Regions from separate parts of the Zea mays genome. Here regions 1 and 2 are each linked to region 3. Evidence: chromatin contacts called from public Hi-C data. All regions are on one chromosome and are shown on one strand. The core of a region is the stretch at or near the end of the contact, and the rest is flanking DNA. Distances in the headings are between cores, read along the strand shown.

What was found. Hi-C and Micro-C count contacts between places; a contact is called where the count stands out from the background.
Region 1: a contact with region 3 is called in a Hi-C map of leaf, with 2.9 times the contacts expected there. The contact joins two enhancer-like sites.
Region 2: a Hi-C map of ear shows a contact between it and region 3, with 1.6 times the contacts expected there. The contact joins two enhancer-like sites. A contact is called at or near these places in 2 of 25 Hi-C or Micro-C datasets (ear and leaf).

Annotation. Positions count from the first base shown.
Region 1 is chr2:89,678,301-89,682,829 of Zm-B73-REFERENCE-NAM-5.0, reverse strand. No RefSeq gene overlaps it. Among protein-coding and RNA genes, the nearest start is that of LOC100276147, 110 kb to the right of the region's middle. Within about 2 kb of position 2,144, at least 2 of the 20 cell types and tissues checked have an H3K27ac peak or open chromatin away from gene starts, as enhancers often do. A contact at or near this core is called in leaf, where this site is marked.
Region 2 is chr2:90,035,951-90,040,367 of Zm-B73-REFERENCE-NAM-5.0, reverse strand. No RefSeq gene overlaps it. Among protein-coding and RNA genes, the nearest start is that of LOC109944010, 26 kb to the right of the region's middle. Within about 2 kb of position 2,632, at least 17 of the 20 cell types and tissues checked have an H3K27ac peak or open chromatin away from gene starts, as enhancers often do. A contact at or near this core is called in ear and leaf, where this site is marked.
Region 3 is chr2:89,885,385-89,889,738 of Zm-B73-REFERENCE-NAM-5.0, reverse strand. No RefSeq gene overlaps it. Among protein-coding and RNA genes, the nearest start is that of LOC103648781, 79 kb to the right of the region's middle. Within about 2 kb of position 2,793, at least 7 of the 20 cell types and tissues checked have an H3K27ac peak or open chromatin away from gene starts, as enhancers often do. A contact at or near this core is called in ear and leaf, where this site is marked.

The DNA of each region.
Region 1 (4,529 bases), core at 895-3,394, 210 kb after region 3:
CACTCCGATAAACATAATGTAAATTTGTTGTAACTTGTAACTTTTGTAATAAAGAAATTCCGCTGCAAAAATGTTGGTGTGTGATTTGTGTTTACTTAATCTTGCGATCCTGGTTGTAGGTGGTTTATATGGGGTCCTTGGGACACTCGGACGGATCCTGTTAAGTTATCTGGTGCACATGCATAGTCGTCTGAGGCCTTTGAGACAAGGGCAGGTGCATGTGGGCCCAATAACTTGGGAGGTTCTACCACAGGTGTCATGGTTAATGACTTATGGTGCCGCAGCGAAACTGAGAGCCCCTTGTGAATGTACACGCAAGGTTATGCTGCTTGGCGCATGCTGGTATTGAGGTCTCTAGTCATGATCCATTATGGAACTACACTGATATGTTATCTTCCATAGATCTCTCCATTGAAACAATTTCGGTGTTGTTTGTCGAAGTGATCAAGCAACATCTGTCATCTCTTTTGGATCAAAAGAGCATAACACTTTAATGTGCTCTTTAACGAATTCACTAGCAATTTAGAAATCTCCAAAAAAAATTATTATTAAGTCAAGTCGACTGATAACCACCTAATCATCGCTCTAATCATGCCTCGATCGCCTCACATGTGCTTTTCCAGCATGAGTGATCAGGTCGAGTCATGCTTAGTGCTCGATAAAATGGATTGATTGTGAAGTCAACATTTGTTGATTATCTTCACTAATGCGTTCCTCGAATTTTTATCATCTTCCTGGAACTTGAATTCCTCAAATAACCACGAGTTAACTGTGATGTTGTTCGACATCCACACTCATCTTATGTGTTATGAATTTTCAATGACCACTTGTTGGTAAACCTCTTTTTGTGTGTTTTACCCAAGAGGTTGCATCTAGTTCTGTTTGGATAAAGTCACATAATGACCGCTCGCTCAACAGACTCAGATAGTACAGTGTCATCAGAAAAAGCAAACTGCACACATGGAACCTTATGTGTTCTTCTGGTAGACATCGCATCTACTGATGGACATCTCTAAATTAGCTTACGGCGATACATATTATATCCACTAGAGAAACTACATCCTGAGATACTCGCCTTTGCTTGGAACTGTTTTATGATTATCGCTGATATGGACAAGGGTTACATGCTTCTCTACTCTTAAAAGTCTTTCGCCCTGAATCTCGGGACGAGATTCTTTTAGGGGGGCTGTAACACCCCAGGTGTTACTATACATTTAACAGCAAGTATGGATTTAAGTATGGAAAAATAATAGTCTCTATGTCTTAATCTGTTTCGTCTGTCGCGAGTTCGACATCATTTTTATCTTTATCTATCCGAACTTTTCCTAAATTTTCGTGATGTTCGGAACATAATTGTTCCAAAAATCGGTGAGTCTGGTGATTATTTAAAAATTCATCGCTCGCGCAAAGACGAATTTGAAAATTTAGTCCAGTCCTCTGAGTTCATCCAAAACAAATTAAATAGAACTCGACGACTAAAGTTTTCGATGCAAAATAATTTAGTCCCCTCTCGTCAAGCGAAACATCGTGTCTGAAGAATTATAATCATGGTTGGTTTCCAACAAATTATCCTCGACGGAGAAATCAAATAGGTTCAAATGGCAGATAAATATTTGTCCGATTTCAGATGCATCAAATATCATCTGAAGTACTGAAGCCGGTATTATTTTGGATCTGTCTATTTACGTGTTGTTCGAGAAAAACAATACGCCAGCTTATTAATCGAATCGTTCTGTAGTCAAATGATCGATAGCACGTGAGACTCGTAAAAATTTGACTGGATTAAATATAATCTAAATTATCGAAGCCGAAATCAGTTTAATTTAGTCCGTGTGCTTCTCTTCTCGATCTAAATCTTCAAATATAAATATGGGTAATAATTCATCTGACTTTATAGTATTCACCAAATCAAATCATGTTTAAATATTGTCGTTGATCTTAGGTTGGTGCGAACTATTTCTATATCTTTTAAACCTAATTTCTATAACTGCATTTATCTATGCATATTGTTTAGAAAAGAGAAAGAAAATCTGAGTTTTTTTATCCTCTACGTATTTATCTAATTCTATTTCTTTACATACGTTACTTGATTTCCTTGGAAATTTTATCCACCGCAGCTCTAGTCTTTCTCATCTCCTATCACCATCTCAGCTCTCTGGAATACTCCCAGCCACCACATTCATGCCACCTGCCCCCTCGAACTTCTGCACCGTTCGTTGCTTCCAGCAACTCGCCAAGACCCAACGCTAGGCTCTCATCTCCCTCACGTACGAACTTGTTCTTCCTTGTACGTTCAGTTCCTTGACAAGCTCACTCCGCTCTCGTTCTCCCCACACAGCTCTTGGACGCTCGCCTCACTCCGCTCTCGTTCTCCTCGCCTCCATGCTCCATCCATGGCGTGTGCCTGCCAGACGCCGATGTGAGCTTCCTATGCTCTTTTGGCCGTGCTCCGCCCTCTGCGCCACTGGCCGCTCCGACGCGAGCTCAGCTCTGGTGCCCAGGCCACGCCAGTCGTCCTTGCCAGGTCTCGGATGCTGTCTTCATCTTCCATGGTGCTGACCGTGAGCTCCACGTACGGCTCCGGCCAACGCTCCTCTAGTCGTGCTCCATTTCTACTCGTCCATGCCGCGCGACCCGTCTGCGCGCGATGCTCCCTACTCGCACCGTACAGGACCGCGTCATGTCCTGTACTGAGCTCTGCAGCCGCGCTTCCTCCAATAGCAGCTGCGTCACCAGGCCCTCGACGTCGTGCTGTGCGCCGGGACTGTCCGTAGCTCGCTTACGTGCCCAGCCGTCTCGAACCGCGCCGTCGACTCTTAGCACCGCGAGCTCACCTCCCCTTGCACACATCTCTGTAGAGCCTGACTCATCATGCGTGTGCGTCATCGAACTTGTCGTCTTCTGTGCGTCATCAAGAAATCCCGAGAGTTAGGTGAAGAAGCGATTCTCGCGTGACGCTCGTCAAATATATTCGTCGAACATCTTAAACATGTGAGCGTTGTCATTTCTGCGAATTCCAAATCGGATTTAGGTAAACTGATTCACTATTTTATTAGTTGATTGGGTTGATGGATCAAATAGAATTGTTGAACGCGATGATTTTCTTGATTTAGCATATGTGTGTTGAAATCGGGATTTTAGATGCGATTCATATGAAGGGTGAGGGTAGACATATCTAAATTATGTGACCGAATTAATAATACAAATTATAGGACTAGTGTTTCTAAGGTCTAGCAGATAGATGTTGTTAAGTTGCTTTGGATGTATTTCGTCGATGTCCTGATGTAGGAGCCATTATACGATATTCAGTGGTCGATTAGGTGTCTTGGCTAATTGTTGAGTAACATCGGTGAGCCAGCATCTGTTGGAAATCGGAGAAAACCCTGTGGTAGGTGTAAATACTTCAGATATTTAAGTTGATAAAAAATAAAAATACAATTTCGATGGCAAGTGTCTTCGTAGATATATAGGTCTAGTAATTGAAGTGATCCTATTTATATGATACAGTTACGTGTTTGTAGTAAGCACGCTACATTTGTGTGATGATGTCGATAGATTACTTTAGCAATCGTCATATTCTCTGCTAGTGGTCGATCAAGTGTCATGATTTATTATCGCTTGGTTTTCAAATATTTAAAATCGAGTAACATCAATAAGTCTATTTCTGTAAAAACTTGAGGATTGTCGGTGGGGAGTGAGCATAAGCGGTTTAGATTTTTGGTGCTAGGAAAGCAGTTTCGTAGAACTTTATATTGCATGATAATGTTCTACTTGTTAGATTAAGGATAAATGAGATATTTAATTTAGTTGGTCCTACGCATAATAGCCGAAAATAGTAATTCTAGAAGTTAATTGAATGGTTTCTATTCTTAGTCTGAGTCATGGGTGTCCGGTAATAGTGAGTCGGAGTTTTATTAGACTCTCCATGTTATGCTTTAATTAAGGGTACATAGCGTGTATTTATAGTTATTGTTGATTGATGCCTGAGTTGGATCCGATTAACTGGAAGTTCATGATCGTTGTCTTAGAAAGTCAAAAATATCGAGTATTTGCATATTAGAGTTGGCAACGTCTTGCTACGCGTGTCTAATTCTCTTTGGTACAAAAATATTTAGTCTTGTACTATTCTTGTTTATATGCATTCATGTGGATTATGCAAATCATTTAGGTACGTTAATTAATCACGATATGCGTAGGACTAGAACCAAGTCGACCACAAGATGTCGTAAAGTGCAAGCTACTCCAAAAGGTGATGCTGATGGACCAACCTGAAGATGGCTAATTTGAACTAGTACCAAGACAAAGGATGGTCGTCAAGTGATCGACGTCTAACAAACACTAACCTACACTACTACAGGGATCCTCTGTACAGGCGGTCCGGTTAGCCTCTACACAGGCGGTTCCAGGAACCGCTTGTGGTGCACCGCCTGTGATGTAAAACAACATCACAGGCGGTCAATCAAAAACCGCCTGTGATAGACACACATCACAGGCGGTCCGATTTAAAAGAACCGCCTGTGATAGACACA
Region 2 (4,417 bases), core at 1,383-3,882, 150 kb before region 3:
CTTCTTTTAACATTGCAGATTTAGCACCATACTTGGGAAAGAAAGATATGTTTGAGTCGAGGACGACTTTGTTGCAAGAAGGGGAGGATGATGAGGACATCTGTCACACCCGGGTTTCAGGGCACCAAGACCTAGGCGCGAACGCAATCACCAAGTGTGCTAGGACCAAGTCTCACACATATGATGACTCATGGTACAGAAACGAATGTCACATCTTTACTATATAATAGGGGTTCTGTACAAAATAATAAAATAATTACATCATATGGAGACAACGATCTAGCAACCCAAAGTTGACTGGGACACGACGGCCTAGACCTCTCACGAACTCGTCACAGCATCCTCCATACGCCTCATCCTGCGGTACCTGTTCTTGACCAATGGGGGGTGTGAGACAGCAAGGGTGAGCTCACATATGTTCATCGCTCAACAAGTTGTGGGGAATTAGATGCATGAACTCACTAAAGGTGGGAGCTCATGTGAAGTGTAAGGCCTATCAAAGAGGATGGCTAAAGCTGAGCATATAAGTAGATACCAACCCAAATAAGTAATAGATCAAAACTGATAACAACACCCGCGATGCAATACATATGACAAATTAAGTTTAGTTCCATAAATTACTTATGTGAGGGTCCGAGCTGCTCATGACCGTGAGCACGGCTGATATATCAGTTTTACACTCTGCAGAGGTTGCGCATCTTTACCCACAAGTCATGTTACCTATCTGCCAAGGGGTCATGAATCACATACACCTCTACCAAGGAAGTGAGGCAAGGTAACACTAGGAGGCCTTTACAAAGTTCCACTAGCTTCAGAAAACCCGCTACAGTTTCTAGGAACCTCCAATGCAGGGATCCCTCACCTGACCGCCATCGCAGCAAAATCAATCTAAGGACCTCCCTACACTGACCACTCCCCTACTGCCCTTGCCCCTTTCGGGTAAGGTAGTCCTCCACTAGCTTTTCTAATTAGTCAGCCAAGGGTGTCCCATACCACCCTTGTGGTAGCACTATTTTCCTGGGTGGTCGCTCCATGTTCCAATTAACAATATGATCTTATCATGAACAATAACTAAAAAACAACATAATTGGAACATGATCATACTGAAACATTAGTTGCCCAAAACCAAGTAGAGCAATAGCAAAACTACCCAATAATCCATGTGCTTGCAAGGTGGGGAATAAACAATGCTAGGGAAACCTATTAGGTCCCATCAAATTAACCTGAGCATGTCAGAGTGATTAATAGTGAACATTATTAGGTAAAAAGGAGTGATCAAGGGCACAACTTGCATGTCACAATTAGATCTAAGTCTTTATGTTGATTTTATAAGTCATGTGATAAAGATATTTAAGGAATAACTTTGATCTATATCATACTAGAGTAGAAATAATATTTTAGTTATATTATAATTATAGACAAACTAACTTTGATTAGTATGAACAATCTACTAAGCATAGGTTAAATGAATATTTATTTTTGGAAACATGCTATTTGCTAAAACAATGTTACGGAAGAGTAGGCAAAATTATTATGAAGCTAACGCAACTTGAATGGATCAAATCAGAATAGACGAAGAAGATATGGGTTTATTAAATTGTAGGTTTTAATTCTATCATTATTAAGGATTTCTTGACCTAGGCGCAATTCTACAGAAGATCATGGGCTCCGTGTAACCTTTAGGACCCAACTACAATGATCTTTTGCCCATACCCAGACCGCAGGTTTATTATCCAATAACCTGAGGACCCATATGAGAAACACACAGGCCGAAGGGGTATCCGCGATCCACAGTCGTCCGATTAACAACCGAGTGCCAGATCAGATTTCTTTTAAAACAAATCGGTATGCAATGCCATCCACCCGATCCAAGATCAATGGGTGAGGTTTAATGAAGGCGCGCATCAGCCCCATCCCTTCGATCAGATCGGACGGTCCAAAGCAGTTAAACCCGAAACGTTATGGTCCCTTTGATCCTCACCGCAACCTCACCGATCGACGGTCAAGAGGTTATCTTCCACCATAAGCTGTTGCCCTCCCTAGGAATCGCATGCGAGCATGCATGACCCACCAACAGTAAGCAATACAGCACCAGCGACACGGATGGAGGGCGTTCTCACCATTGTTGGAGGCAGGGTCGTCCGACGACGAAGCGCGGGTCCGTGGCGAGGTACAAGTTCAGTGATCCTCTCCTTCTTCCTGTGATCGCGCCAGACCACCACTTGGCTGGCCGTTAATGATCGTGCAGCGAGCCCCGACAGTCTGCATTGGGCGCACGCCGGGATGCACGACTCCACAATGGCAACCTGCCTTGCACAACCCTACGCCGGTGATCGGCACTCCGTACGCGTCCAGGGCCCAGCGGCTCTTCCTCCTTACTCCCCTCTCTCTGGCTACGGGTGAGTTCTTGCTTGCTTCTAGTTGGGTGACCACGATGAATTCCTGGTGGATAGTGGGTTTTATAGAGGCGAGTCACAGGACATAGCGGCGCGGTTCGACCGGCACCGGAGTCCAGGGCGCGTTTGGCTGCCGATCCTAACCACCCGAGCTACGGACGCAATACGGTGCGACACCCATGTGCCCCGGCTGTCAGTGAAAGAGGAAAGTGCATGGATGACGTCATTTGTGACGCGTGGATGACATCACACCAATATATACCATTAAACTACCCGGCTGGAAACCTAGTGGGCCACAACCTTCAGTGACCGCGTAGAGGAGGTTAAGCAGGCCGGCGCACACCTAGGGGAAAAAGAAGGATGGGCCGAGCGGCGCCAAAATCAGCCCATGTGTGGTTTTCCTGTCTTCTTTTTTTTTGTTTATAATTTCTACTTTAATTTCCAAATATGCAAACTAAATTCAAACCCCTGTTTTGAACTTCCAAATTTCCAAACACAATTTCAACATGAATAATACTCCCTCTGTTTGCCATAATATTATTCTTATTATTCCATTCTTTTTAACTCTTTCTCCCCCATATTTTTCCAAGCTCGAAATTGAATTTTGAAACTAAATTTGTTTTAAGCCTAAGTTTGAATCTCACATTACCTCCATGTTATTCATTTTATAGTATAACTTTTGAAAAGAAGGATGCTTATTGTGGACATTTTTTATTAGTATTAATGTTATAAATTCTAAAGTAGAATTTTGGGTGTTACAAATCCTAACCCCCTAAAAATAATCTTGTCCTGAGATTAGTAAGAAAAAGGATGTATAACCATATTGTCTCAGAACATATGCACAAACAAGAATCTCAGCATGATGCATTACTTATTAGCAACACATAGGGTCAAATAGACCGTATTATTATTCCTAGAATAGTAAAAATCTAGCTACTAACTAAATTAATATTTAGGTCTTACAATAGTGCTCTAAAAGTATATATATGTATATTTATTTATATATTTATATTTATTCTAATCCTGTTGTTCATTGCCTTCTTCACCAATTTCTTCATCTTCAATAACCAGCACTTCTTGTTTTCAGGTCCATCAGGTTCAGCTTCTACTTCTGCATGGTTAACATGCCCCCGGTTGACCGATAAGGGCTGACTCTTGACTCCCGAGGCTTGACCTTGTTTCATCGGAGCTGGAGTAGTGTAAGCGGCCCTGTTGGGACAATAGTTGGCATAGTGTCCAAACTGTCCACACTAGAAGCATGATCTGTTGGTGGATGTATTAGGAGCAACAGGTCCAATTGGAGTGCTTGCTTGTGGAGGAGCATTTTGTGTCTGTTGAGTTTGTTGCCCGGAACTACCATGAGCAGGAGTACTTTGAGTAGTAGTATATCGAGGACAAGAACTACTCCTAGCCTGTCCCTAGTTGGCAGCCCTTCTCTTTTCTCCAAAATCAAACCTCTTGTTTTCCACAGCAATAGCTTTGTCTAGTAGTCTTTGGAAGGATGGGAATGTATGTGATATCAGTTGGTATTGTAGTGGTCCAATCAAACCTTCCAAAAAGAGCTCCTGCTTCTTCTCATCATCCTCAACTTCCCTAGGAGCATATCGAGATAGTTGAACAAATTTGTCCCTATATTCGCTTACGAACATACCTCCCTATTTGAGAGATAGAAACTCCTTCCTTTTAATATTCAAGAGTCCAGCATGAAAATATGGTAATTTCTGAATTGAGTGGAGAATTCTGCCCTGGTGATTGTGTTGACAACATGGGCAGCGCAGTATGCATCCCACCAATCCGCAGCAGGGCCGGTAAGGCAACCCGATGCATATAGCACCTTCTCTCTGTCAGAGCACTGAGCTATATTGAGCATCTTGTCCATAGACTTTAACCAGTCATCAGCTTGTAGTAGGTCCGCGGAGTTAGATAATGTCAGTGGTTTGTGACTCATAAACTTCCGGTGCTTATCCCTGGGTGGAGCTGGTGGTGCTGGTGGAGGTAGTGGTGGTTGTTGTTGCCGTTCC
Region 3 (4,354 bases), core at 1,544-4,043:
TAAGATTCCTTTGATGTTTTATATTTTTCATTTATATTTTGAGATCAAATTTAAGTTACAATTTATTTATTTCAACAAAATGCCTCACAACAAAATCATAAGCATGAGATGCACATTTCCTAGCTTTCACTCTCTTAATTAATTATGATAGTGGAAGGAAAAAATTAACAAAATCTCTAAAGGTTTCAAACATTCTCAAAACCCCCTTATAAATATATTTATTTATCTACTTTATTATTATATTTTTTCTTCTACCAATTTTTGGGCATTACAAATTTCGCAAGTCTTATCTGACTAAAGAAAAAGACTCCAAGGATATGCTGGCTTTTAGGAATCAAGGTAAGGCTAAGCAAAAATCAAGGACTCTTTTTGAAGAAAAGCTTTCTAATAGTGGATCCTTAAGCCATCTTTTAATTATCAAGTTAATTTCTTACTTAATTTTAGATTTGCCTAATCTAGATCATTTACTTGTCCTCATCTAGCTTTCTTTTAGCCAATTCATGTTTCGCTTATTAACTACGGTGAGTGGTCGGAGGGTCAAGTCTCCATAACCGAGGAGCAACGACGATTCAAATCGATTATACCCAGTTGGGGATCCCTAACCACACGACATATGTAGCACTTAACCCTTGCATATGTCAATTGTTCCCACAGATCCTCCACAATGTGAACCGGTCCTTGCTACCCGGGAGCACAGTACTCCTTCGTCCAACCTCTAGCCAGGAGGGTACACGCTACTCCCATCATCTCCCACGCCCAGTGCGCTGTTGTCTTTTCACGTATGGAATAGCCGGGTTCAGGCTTACCGGGGCATGTGACTAGTTGCAAAGTCTCAACCACAACAAGCCTACATCGAATGGTCCTTAATCGACACAGGAGAAGCACTACACCGACTCATTTCACGATGCAAGCCACCCGCTCGGTCTCATATTAATTAACAAGCTCAAGTTCTTTCACACATAACAACATTCAGTGATCAAAATAAGTTTCAAAACCGTATCTCATTAAGCCGGGCTAAGCAGCACTAGTTTTGCGTAAAACAGGTATCAAGGAATAATCATTCAAATTCTCATGGATGGTAATGCATCAGTTGTTTGATCATGCAACTCCTATCACCTAATGCATCATATCAAGTTATAAAAGTTTTGTAAACAACAAGGGAAGTGGTGAATGCACCGGGGCTTGCCTTTGTTGCAGAGAATAGCCGAAGACTAAGGAAATAAAATTTCATAAGTCTTCAGGGTGATGACCAGCCTCTAGGAAATTGTTTCACCAAGCGATTGATCCACGGATAACGTGATCTATACGTAGAGTAAAGATGCATGCTATGATCACGATGCCATAATGAGGTGAACATACATGCATGAAAAAGAATCTAAATCATAAAATCTCAATTATATCTTTCATTCACAAATAATTTCCACTTAATTACCAACAAAAATCTAATTACTACCCTAACAAGATTGCTAACGCTTCTGAAAAAAAACTAAAAGTTGCCATGAAAACTAAAAGTTGCCATGAATTAATCGAAATCCATACAGCATGGACCTCATCCAACACTATAAAAACCATTAAAACTATTTATCCATTCTTCGTAATTTCCTAAGTATTTACTCTATTAAAAAAATGTATCTCTTAACTAGATTTAGACCGGTTATCTAACTGAACAAACCCTAAAATCAAACCGTACTGCAAGAGAATCTACGCCTACGCAATACCAAAGCCGAGTGAAGATTCGCCAAATTGGTGGCGAACCTAATTTAGGCATTTTTCCGGATATCTAGCATGAGACGTACAGAAATTTATTTTTCTTCACGATCAAATTCCTTCCGACCACTAATCGCACTACTGTGATTTACAAGCATATAGCATAGACACAAGGTGCAGACTGATGACGCAGGCCACCGGTCGACCAAAACCGCACATGCATCAATTCCCTGGACTTACCCCCACATCCACGCACACATTACGATTTTAATACCAACCAATAAATTTATCGTACGTATTCATACATCAAACTAGCTAAATGATTAATGAATCATCTCACTATTGCTAATCCGGTTCGAATGTTGCAAAAACGGCAATGAGTTCCGATTCAGACAATTCACCAAATACGTGGCGTGCGAGTGAACCGGACGGGGTTAAATGAGCGCAACACAATAAAAAAATAACCTGAAGGGACTAAACTTGTAAGCACGTACACATAGAAATACCAATCACCACCACACAAATCAAAAATATTGCGACTAGTGCTAGGAGTATGGGCTGGGCTTTTCGGGCTAGCACGAGCACGACCCAAAAATAGGAGCCCAAAGCACTGGCACGAAATAATATGGGCCGGGCTAGCACGGTCCGAAGACGGGCTTGGACCGGGCCTCAATTTCCAGCCCGTCGGGCCCTCGGCACGGCCCACATAGATGGGTTGGACTTAAGCCGGTACGGCCCAATTAAACCAATCTATTTAATTTCTTTAATTTAGTAAGATATCGACTTTATATTATTGTTATATTTTTAGTTTATGTAGTCAAATGATGCTATAATTGTTTAATATCTTTAATTTAGTAAGCTATAAACTTTATATGGTTGTAATATTTTAATTTTATATGATCAAATATACGGGCCGGGTTTGGACCGGCACGGCCTAAAGAAGGTACGATGTGGTTTAGAGCCACTGTTTTTACAATTCGGACTGACACGGCACGGTTCAAAAATCTTTTGGGCTTTACTGGCCCGAACTCGTTTAGCACGAAGCACGATGGCTTAGGCCGGGCTGGCCCGGTCGAATTCGCAGCACTAATTGCGACTACCGAACGACGGCGCTACGACAATGAAAGCGCCGGTCGAATACGTACGGCCGCCAGTCCTGCTGGAGCTGATCGATGCGGTGCACATCAGAGTGGCTGGGCATGACGAACGGGCGCAGGTGCAGCAGAGGCGAGGTCGGGGCTCAAGGAGACAATGGCACAGACCAAGCGCGGCGAGCAGCGGAGTGTGCACACCTGGGGGTGCGACTAGGAAGGGATCGAACAGAGACGACGAGCTTGTGGTGGGGTGCAGAATCCTAGCCACCCCCAAGGTGGCGGTGATGCAGTGGAAGATGCAGCTACGCCAGGCATGAGAGGAGAGGATGAAGCTCTAGGCGAGGGGTGGTGCTCACTAGGCAGCAGCGGAGAGAGGTGTCGACGAGCAGAGGGACAAAACGGTGGGGTAGAAGCTGAGCACCGATGAAGTGAAGGCACGAGGGAGACAAAGTCCGAGCACTGCAAAACACAAAGGCAGCGGCCGACGTGTTGAACCATAGGGAAGCCCGCAGGGGCGGAACCTGCACGGCACAGGAGAATGGTCCCGACTGGGTTCGTTGAGGGTAGGGCGAGCTGACATTGAAGACTTCAGGGTGCGGCGGTTGAAGACGACGCCGTCGACCGCAGCTGGAAGCCAAGCTCGCGACTGGTGGAGCGAACCGGCCTAGGAAGATGCTGCCTGGGCGAGGCCGAGCACGGACAGGAACAAGCAGCAGGTGGGATTTTTCTTTCCGGGAACCTGAGTGTTTGCCTGATTTTTGTGAAGGAGACGTACAAGTCTACAGCCAGCACCTATGTAAGGAGATAAACACAGCTATGCACCTACGTGGAGGGAGCAGAAGATGTGAAGTAGAGAGATGGCGTGAGAGAGAAACACCTGTTCAACTTGCCGACCGAACAAAGTGATGAAGGGATAAGGAAAGGGAGCTGACGGTAGAGAAATGGAAAAGTTAGATTTTCCATACATCTCTTTTTATGTACATATCTATACTCTTGTCTCTGATTCGAATTTTTAAATGCACAATTATATCTAGTTTTGATCTTAACATTAACTCACAACTCCACGGATTAAGTACAACAAAGCTCCAGAATCAGTCACAGAACACTGAAATTCAGCTTCAGTTAACTGTACTAGGTCTGAAACCCAAAGTCTGACAGCCTATATTTGAGTAAGATTTTATTGTAGCTCCAAGAAATTTCAAGGGCATGATCTTTAATAAAAATTACTCTTCTACTATAGCTCTTCAATTTTAATATAAAAATCGTCTGCTAAAAGTTCATGGATCGAAAATTATAGAGGTCCAAAGTCAGCTCAAGGTCGCTGTTTTTTTTTCAGAATTCCAAAACTGAACAAAAAACTAAAACTTTGCAAATTACTTTGAATTCTTCCACAAAACTTGACAATCTCCATGAAAGTTACTTGGTTTTTAAAGCCCCACAACTTTTATATTTTGACCGCTGACAAATATATGGCTAAATCTTAAATTCCACTTATGGGTTCTAAACAACGATTTTGAAGGTGATTATTTGCCTTAAGTTTGATTCCAAATTTT